Linked DNA regions of Oryctolagus cuniculus: region 1 is linked to region 2. The links are chromatin contacts, called in public Micro-C maps. All regions are on one chromosome and are shown on one strand. The core of a region is the stretch at or near the end of the contact, and the rest is flanking DNA. Distances in the headings are between cores, read along the strand shown. Region 1 overlaps MTUS1 (microtubule associated scaffold protein 1). Region 2 holds the start of LOC108175886.

Evidence for each region. A called contact is a pair of places that touch in the nucleus more often than the background predicts.
Region 1: a contact with region 2 is called in a Micro-C map of ear pinna, with 3 times the contacts expected there. The contact joins the enhancer-like site here to the promoter of LOC108175886 in region 2. A contact is called at or near these places in 3 of 6 Hi-C or Micro-C datasets (ear pinna, psoas muscle and skin fibroblasts).

Annotation. Positions count from the first base shown.
Region 1 is chr2:72,492,093-72,495,744 of mOryCun1.1, reverse strand. The region is part of intron 3 of MTUS1 (microtubule associated scaffold protein 1); the gene reads right to left. Among named protein-coding and RNA genes, the nearest start is that of MTUS1, 63 kb to the right of the region's middle. Within about 2 kb of position 1,969, at least 2 of the 8 cell types and tissues checked have an H3K27ac peak or open chromatin away from gene starts, as enhancers often do. A contact at or near this core is called in ear pinna, where this site is marked.
Region 2 is chr2:72,429,081-72,433,097 of mOryCun1.1, reverse strand. It overlaps LOC108175886, which reads left to right and starts at 1,376. Exons shown (of 3, transcript XM_070068469.1): 1 at 1,376-2,514. The coding sequence starts at 1,520. The coding sequence ends at 2,467. MTUS1 (microtubule associated scaffold protein 1) reads right to left here and starts at 2,514. Exons shown (of 15, transcript XM_070068467.1): 1 at 2,384-2,514.

The sequences.
Region 1 (3,652 bases), core at 720-3,219, 62 kb before region 2:
CCAGGCCCAGCCCCAGTTGTAGTGGGCATTTGGGACATGAATCAGCAGATGGGAGATATTTTTCTGTCTCTTTGTCTTTCAAAAAAAAATCAACAAATGAATTAGTTACATACTGTTAGTTAGAAACCTGCTCATTAAATGTACATAAACATGCATAACACATAATACAAAAAGAAAAGACAGTGAACAGTTATGAATTATAAAGTTAAAAACTATTCAGTGGGGCCGGCGTCCCAGCTCACTAGGCTAATCCTCCGCCTTGTGGTGCCAGCACACTGGGTTCTAGTCCCGGTCGGGGCGCCGGATTCTGTCCCGGTTGCCCCTCTTCCAGGCCAGCTCTCTGCTGTGGCCCGGGAGTGCAGTGGAGGATGGCCCAAGTGTTTGGGCCCTGCACCCCATGGGAGACCAGGAGAAGTACCTGGTTCCTGCCATCAGATCAGCGTGGTGCGCCGGCCACAGCGTGCCGGCCGTGGCGGCCATTGGAGGGTGAACCAATGGCAAAGGAAGACCTTTCTCTCTGTCTCTCTCTCACTTTCCACTCTGCCTGTCAAAAAAAAAAAAAAAAAAAAAAAAAAAAAAAAAAAAAAAAACCAGAAAACAAAAAAACTATTCAGTGATAGTGAGATAAAAGGTAGTCTTTTTTTTTTTTGCTTCTCACTTCTCAATTATAATGCAAAAAATATACATTTAAGTAGCCTACTGGAAAGGGGGCAGTGGAAGCTTAATAAACTGTTCAAATTGATTAAATTCTAGATACAAGAAGCATAGAATACAGTTTTCCTTGCTTGGGACAGTGGCCCCACATTCCTTCCCTGACTCTGATAGACCTTGCCTCTGTCTCTCTTGATCGTGTCTCCTGATGACTGCCACCACACTGAATTGTTGGGTCCTGGTTGCCCACTCACCCTCCTCTGTACTGCCACCCACCTGTACTGACTTTGTCCTTGGTCTCTACATTCTATACTCTGAACCCTAGCTATCCCTCTATTTCTATTTCCCAGTACAACAGTCAAGTCCTAAAAATTATTCAGTTCATGTGCAGCCTTATGCTGGGGTCTCAGTTTGAAAAAGTTAAACATTGGGGCCGGTGCTGTGGTGTAGTGGGCAAAGCTGTCAGCTGCAGTGCCGGCATCCCATATGGGTGCTGGTTCAAGTCCCGGCTGTTCCACTTCCAATCAAGCTCTCTGCTGTGGCCTGGGAAAGCAGGAGAAGATGGCCCAAGTCCTTGGGCCCCTGCACCCATGTGGGAGACCTAGAAGACGCTCTGGCCATTGCAGCCATCTGGGGAGTGAACCAATGGATGGAAGACCCCTCTTTCTCTCTCTCTCTCTGCCTCTCTGTAACTCTGCCTTTCAAATAATAAATAAATCTTTAAAAAGAAAAAATTAAACATCAGAAAATAACCAACATACTCTAAGATTGGTCTTTACCTATGGAAAGGCATACCTGTATTACATCATAAAATTACATATTGAAAAAGAAGAATTTACACAAATTTTGGTGTTTGTAACCTCATCCTCTTCTGAAATCCTACAGATTTTTAAGCTTTCTTTTTATTTGAACAGCAAAGTTATGGAGAGGCAGAAGCAGAGAGAAAGGTCTTCCATCCACTGGTTCACTCTCCAAATGGCTGCTGGGCCAAACCAAAGCCAGGAGCTTGATCCTGGTCTCCCACATGGTGCAGGGGCCTAAGCACTTGGACCATCTTCCACTGCTCTCCTAGGTGCATTAGCAGGGAGCTGGATCTGAAGTGGAGTATCTGGGACTCGAACCAGCACCCCTATGGGATGCCCATGCTGCAGGAGGCAGCTTACCCTGCTATGCCACAGCACAGCTCCCTAAATTTTTATTTTTAAATGTTATAAGGGGAAATGTGTTAAGAGAAGAACTCATTGTCTCCCAGTTGGCTGTTAATATCCCGAGGGCAAGAACCACAACTTACTCATCCTACCATTCCTCAGTATCTGGCTTATGACCTACATAGCATACTCTCACAAACTAGCTGTTAAGTGAACGAGTTATCCTCCAGAACACAGAATTTCAGTAACACTTTACATTCCTACATTGCAAAATGCAGTTTCAGTATTTCACATTCTTGAGTTGCCCCAAGCCGTATTATGCTAGTAGAGTATAAGCAGCTGTACTGTGTATAACCACCATCACCTGACTAAATTCAAGGGCAAGCTCACCTAGAAGCACAGGTGAGTCACAACAAAAACACAGCAAGTCTTACGAGAGCAGTAATTTGGGAGAGAAACAAGAACATCCCACAAGGTGAGGTTCTCACGATGACTCCAACTGCACAGAAGTGTAGTGTTCATGGGATACTGTCAGTACCTGCCTCTGCAAGTATATTCACAAAATGCTTCAGGTAGGGATTAAACAAAGTAACTTCCTCAGTCCAGGCCTGGGAACATGCGCCCCACAACTGAGGAAACATCTAAAACCCAGAGTGTGGAGGTGGGCATTCGTCTCTCATTGAGGAGACGCGCTCTCCACAGAGGGGTTCCTGGGTTCAATTCCTGGCTCTGGCTCCTGACTCCAGTTCTTGTTAATGCAGACCCTGGGAGGTAGCCATGATGGCTCAAGTAGTTGCGTCCCTACCACCCACCTGGGAGACCTGGATTAAGTTCCTGGCTCCCAGCTTCAGCTCCATGGTTGTTGCAGGTATTTGGGGAATGAACCAGCAAATGAGAGCTCTCTGTCTCTTTCTGCCTCTCAAATAAATGAAAATAAAATTCAGAGTGTAATAAATGAAAGGTTTAGAACTTTGGTTTCCTTTTCTCAGCTATCATACAAAGAAGATGAACTAGAGTCTTCATTTGTCCATCAGTGAATTTATTCGCCACCAGCCACTCCTGCTGAGAATCGCTAATGAGAAGAGAGGAAAGCACAGTTTCCTGCCTCTTTAGAAGCCAAGATTCATGAGCAGAGTTCCTCTGAGCAGTGGAATCACTGAGACCTCAAAATTGAACTTTATCTCAAGTGTGTTTCCCTTTCCAAGGTGATGAAATGAACAAGTAAACAACATTCTCACTTGGAACAAATCATTCAAACTCATAAAATTGAGCTGGAATAAGAAAGAGGAAGCCATCGAGCCCATCATTCACAGCTGCTATTCTGAATTTCACTCTCCAATCGCCCTACTTAACTCCAAGGGTATCCACATCTACCCACACCAGGGTTCCTGGGTTTGCCTGCAGGTTGGAGACATTTCAATTCTGCCATCGTGTGGTTGTCACAATTAGCCCTGCTGCTCACATCTCTCCTGGCTCTTTGCCCAGGGGCTTCCTTAGCCTTGACACACTTTCCTGCCTTCCACCTCCAACGCATGACATCCCTCTGAGGTGCATCCTAGTCTTGAGTCTCTTCAGATTCAACCCATCCTTCTCAGCCTTTTGGCTAAGATCAAGTGCGAAACCATCCTTCTGCCCAAAATCTTTTTTTTTAAAGATTTATTTTTTTATTTGAAAGGCAGAGTTACAGAGTGCAGAGGCAAAGAGAGCTAGAGGTCTTCCATCCACTGGTTCACTCCCCAAATGGCTCCAATGGCTACAGCTGTGCTGATCTGAAGCCAGGAACTTCTTCCCAGTCTCCCACGCACGATCAGGGGCCCAACTACTTGGGCCATCTTCTACTACTTTCCTGGCAA
Region 2 (4,017 bases), core at 127-2,626:
AGTGGGAGAATATGTTGACTAAACGTCTTTTGGAAAGCAAATGGTCCGTGTGTAAAGTGTCCCTCTGAGAATTAACTGTATTTCAAGGACTCCATCCTATGGAAATAAACATGGCGAAATGCTAAAGAGGTTATTTGTTGCAACTGCATATTTAGTAACTGGAAACAAATGGAAAGTTCAGCCATAAGCAAGTAGTTAAATAAACTGATACATTTACCTATTATATAGCTACCAAAGCAAAATTTGGAACACCTAATGACATGGAAAATTTTTCATGATGTGTTAAAAAGTTTAAGCATGCAGCAGTATACCGGTATAAATAACGTACTTGTAAATCTACATATGGTACATATTAACAAGTATAAAGAAAACATTAACTGTAATTATCTTTGGTGAGATTGTCTCTTACCCTTTCCAAATCTACCAATTTGTATACAGCAAGCATGCACTACTTTTGAAATCTCAGACAGGGTTGACAGAACAGAGCCATTAAGTGATATCTTTCCAAATGCTTGAGTGTAAAAACCGCAGTGCAGTTTCCACGAAGTACCATATGGAGTTTACCTAGAACCTGACAGTCCTAACAAACACTCCAAAATGCAACCTTGAGTTATTGATACATAATTTAAAAGTGCAGATCTTCTACCAGGTAGTAGTTCCTCCACATAAACTTGTTTGAAATAGAATAGGTGGGAAAGGTTTGTGCAAGTTCCATAAATAACTATACATTACGTGAAACTAAATTCCACTCCTAATGAGTTTTTAAGGAGTAACAAGATGATTCTAATGTTTACTTTAACATTCCTTAGGGAATATCTTTAAGAAAACGACTATTAATGCCCTTTCTGCATTGTACAAATAGAGTATCATTGTTTCCATTTAAATTGCTCACCACCACCTGCCCTAAACATTCCTGGGGGGAAAAAAAAAAGTTTGCCTACAAAACTGCAGTTCTGATTACGCAACTCCTCTTCGGGTTATCCATGCTGACTCTGATCTGGGTGTGTTTAGGCTCCTTAAAGAGGTCACAGATTCCTGAGAGCGGTGCCTTTCGTTCCCTCCCTCTTCCCTGGAATCCATTCCCAGCCCCAGCGCGGCGATTTGGGAAGCTGATGACCGGATTCCAATCACCTGGCACAGCCGGACAACTCTCGCCCTCCCCCTGCCTCGCCTCAGACTTTGTTTTAACGCAAACAAAACAGACACACCGGGTTTCCTTTCCTACAACACTGACTAGTTAAAGCAAACAGCACGTAGAAGAGTGCAGGCTTTGAGTGATTTATCTTCACCCCTACTTGCAAAGTCAGGATCTTTCTGGGGACTTAGCAGGCCAGGGTAGGCTTTGAGGAGAGGAGGGCGGACACTTGGGTCTGCTCATCACATTAGCCAACGCCGTGGCCTCTGTGAGGGGGCATGCTGCCGGAGAGCTGGAAAAGGGCCAGCGAGCGGCAGGAAGGCGCGCAGGGCAGGAGGCCGCTGGGAACCGCGGACGCCCCATCTCTCGCCCTTCTCGGCCCTGATGGCTCCGACTGAGCCCGGCACCGGTGAAGCGCCCAGCGGGAAGGCTCAGAGCACCGGTCAAGCGCCCAGTGGGCGGCTTCCGGCCGAGGACGCAAGCTTGCCTGTCTACGAATGGGAGCGCACGGGGGAACCCCTCGGTCACTTTCAAGGTGACAGCCGCCGATCTGCAGCCGTCCCTTCCGCAGGAGCGGCACTGACCCCACGTGAGACCTGCCTTGCTCCGCCGCCTCCCGGACTCTGCACCCTCTCCCCACACTCGGGGCGCAGGCCCCCCGGGGTACCCGCCCCCTCCCCGAAGGTTCGTCCCGTGACCGCGCGCCAGTCGTGGCCACCACGTCCCCACCGGGTAGCGGGACCTGCTCTGTTCCGCACTTACCCGCAGCGCCTCCAAGCCAGCCCGGAGCTCTCCTCGCACTGGGACGCAGAGGCGGGGCGGCGAGCCGCTCCGGGGCCGCGCGCTTCGGGCCTTAGGCGGGGGCCGCTCCCGGCCCACCCCAGGAGGCCGGCTGGGCGGCGTCTGCACCTGCGGCCGCGCAGCTCGTCGGGCACCCCACCCGCAGCCTTGGCGGCGGCAGCCGGCGGGAACCTAGGGTCCAGGAGCACCAGCCTCCCCGCCTCCCTGGCTGCCAGGGGGTGGAGCAAGGGCGGGGAGTTGAGGAAACTTGTAAATAGAAAAGCTGAGCGGCCCCTTTGGAGCGGTCCCCTCCCGCGACTCCCGGCGGGGGACCAAGGCCAGGGGGCGGCGTCCCACGGAGCTGGAGAGAAGCGCGCGGGGAGGCTCTCACCGTGCTCCGCTCCCGCCTTCCTAGCGCTCCCGGGTTCCAATCCCGAAGCCCCGCGCGCTCCCGGGCTAAGTACGTACCCGCCCCACCCCCGGGCGTCCGGCCCGGGCCGCGCTGCACCTGTTGCCGCCGGTGTTGTAGCTTCAGCCCGCGCACCTGGCTGAACCCCGCGTCCGCAGATCTCAGCGCTGGAGCCCCAAGCCAAGCCAGGGTACGATGGGGTTCAGCTTCCTGCTTCCCTCTCGCCACCTGGCTTCTCCCTCGAGTGGTGGGGCCGGGCAGCAGGGGCGGGGGAAGGTGAGAATTAATGAGAGCGCAGGCTGGTAAGAAACCAGCAGTGACTGTCGCTTAGAGCGTTCGATGGTACTCTTTTCTCTCCTTGCTGCAGAGAAGTTTACTTGCAAACATGTTTTAAAGGCTAAAGAAATGAGCGCTGTGGCGCAGCGGGTTAAAGCCCCAGTCTGCAGCGCCAGCATCCCATATGGGCTCCAGTTCAAGTCCCGGCTGCTCCACTTCTGAGCTAGCTCTCTACTGGGAAAGCAGTAGAAGATAGCCCAAGTGCTTGGGCCCCTGCACCCGCGTGGGGGACCCGGAAGAAGCTCCTGGTTCGGGCCATTGAGGCCATTTGGGGAGTGAACCAGCAGATCAAGATCTCTTTCTCACTCTGCCTCTACCTCTTTGTAACTCTGCCTTTCAAATAACTAAAATAAATCTTTAAAAAAAAAAATGAGCACTACAGCTTTTGGATCTCTGGATACAAAGTGGAGAGAAACTAAGCCCGACCCACTTTTCTCTAAATACAAACTAAATCTTGGCTCTTTGCTGAACTAAGCACGCTTCTTCCACAGTCCTCCCTGACACCCCTAAAATACTTTCTTCTCTTTTCCAAAGATGATCTCCCACCTAGGAAAAATGTGCTATTACTGAACCATTGACTGTCAGACAACTTGAGTCCAAAATGTTAAAAAGCATATTTAATTATGAAAAATTAATTAAAGGCTTTTGAAGAGAAATAAGGTTTTTTTCTGAATATAAATCTGAAGACTTTGCAGTCTGCAGTTTTCTATAGCAGGAGTATTAGCTGAACTACAAGATGTATTATCATTTACAGTTGTGCAGTCTTGGTACAGGTACAGTGGTTTATTATTTCCTCAAAGCAAGACCCAGGCAAATGCAGGTCAGAGTACTGACTCCATTATTCAAGGGAGGAAATTGAAGCTCAGAAGGGTTGACTTGCCCAAGGTCACATAGTTGGTGAGGAACAAGCAACTCAGCAGCCCAACCCTCATCTCTTTATTCCATTTTACAGTGACACCTCTCACTTGCTTTTGAAGTTCCCACAGTAAACACACACACGGATGGCCCGTGATCTGTGACTTTAATAAAAGGCATGTGGTGAATTTGAAAAGATTCAGTGCTAAGCATGGGATGACTCTTCCTTGTGCAAAGGCATACACACAATCTAAACAAAATGAAAAGCACCAGCCACATTGTTTCTGTAAGTCATGAGATAATTATGCTAATAAGCAACGTGCCTCCTCCATAAGAATATTTCTTGTGTTAAACATATCATTTAATCTTTATAACCCTCAGATGACCCGTGATTTGGTCCAACCCCCCACAGTTCTATTGTATAGCTTCCTTCTATCTATAAATATAGAACCTGTTTTACTTCATTTTTCTATGGGACAGATGAGAAGGCAAAAAAAAAAAA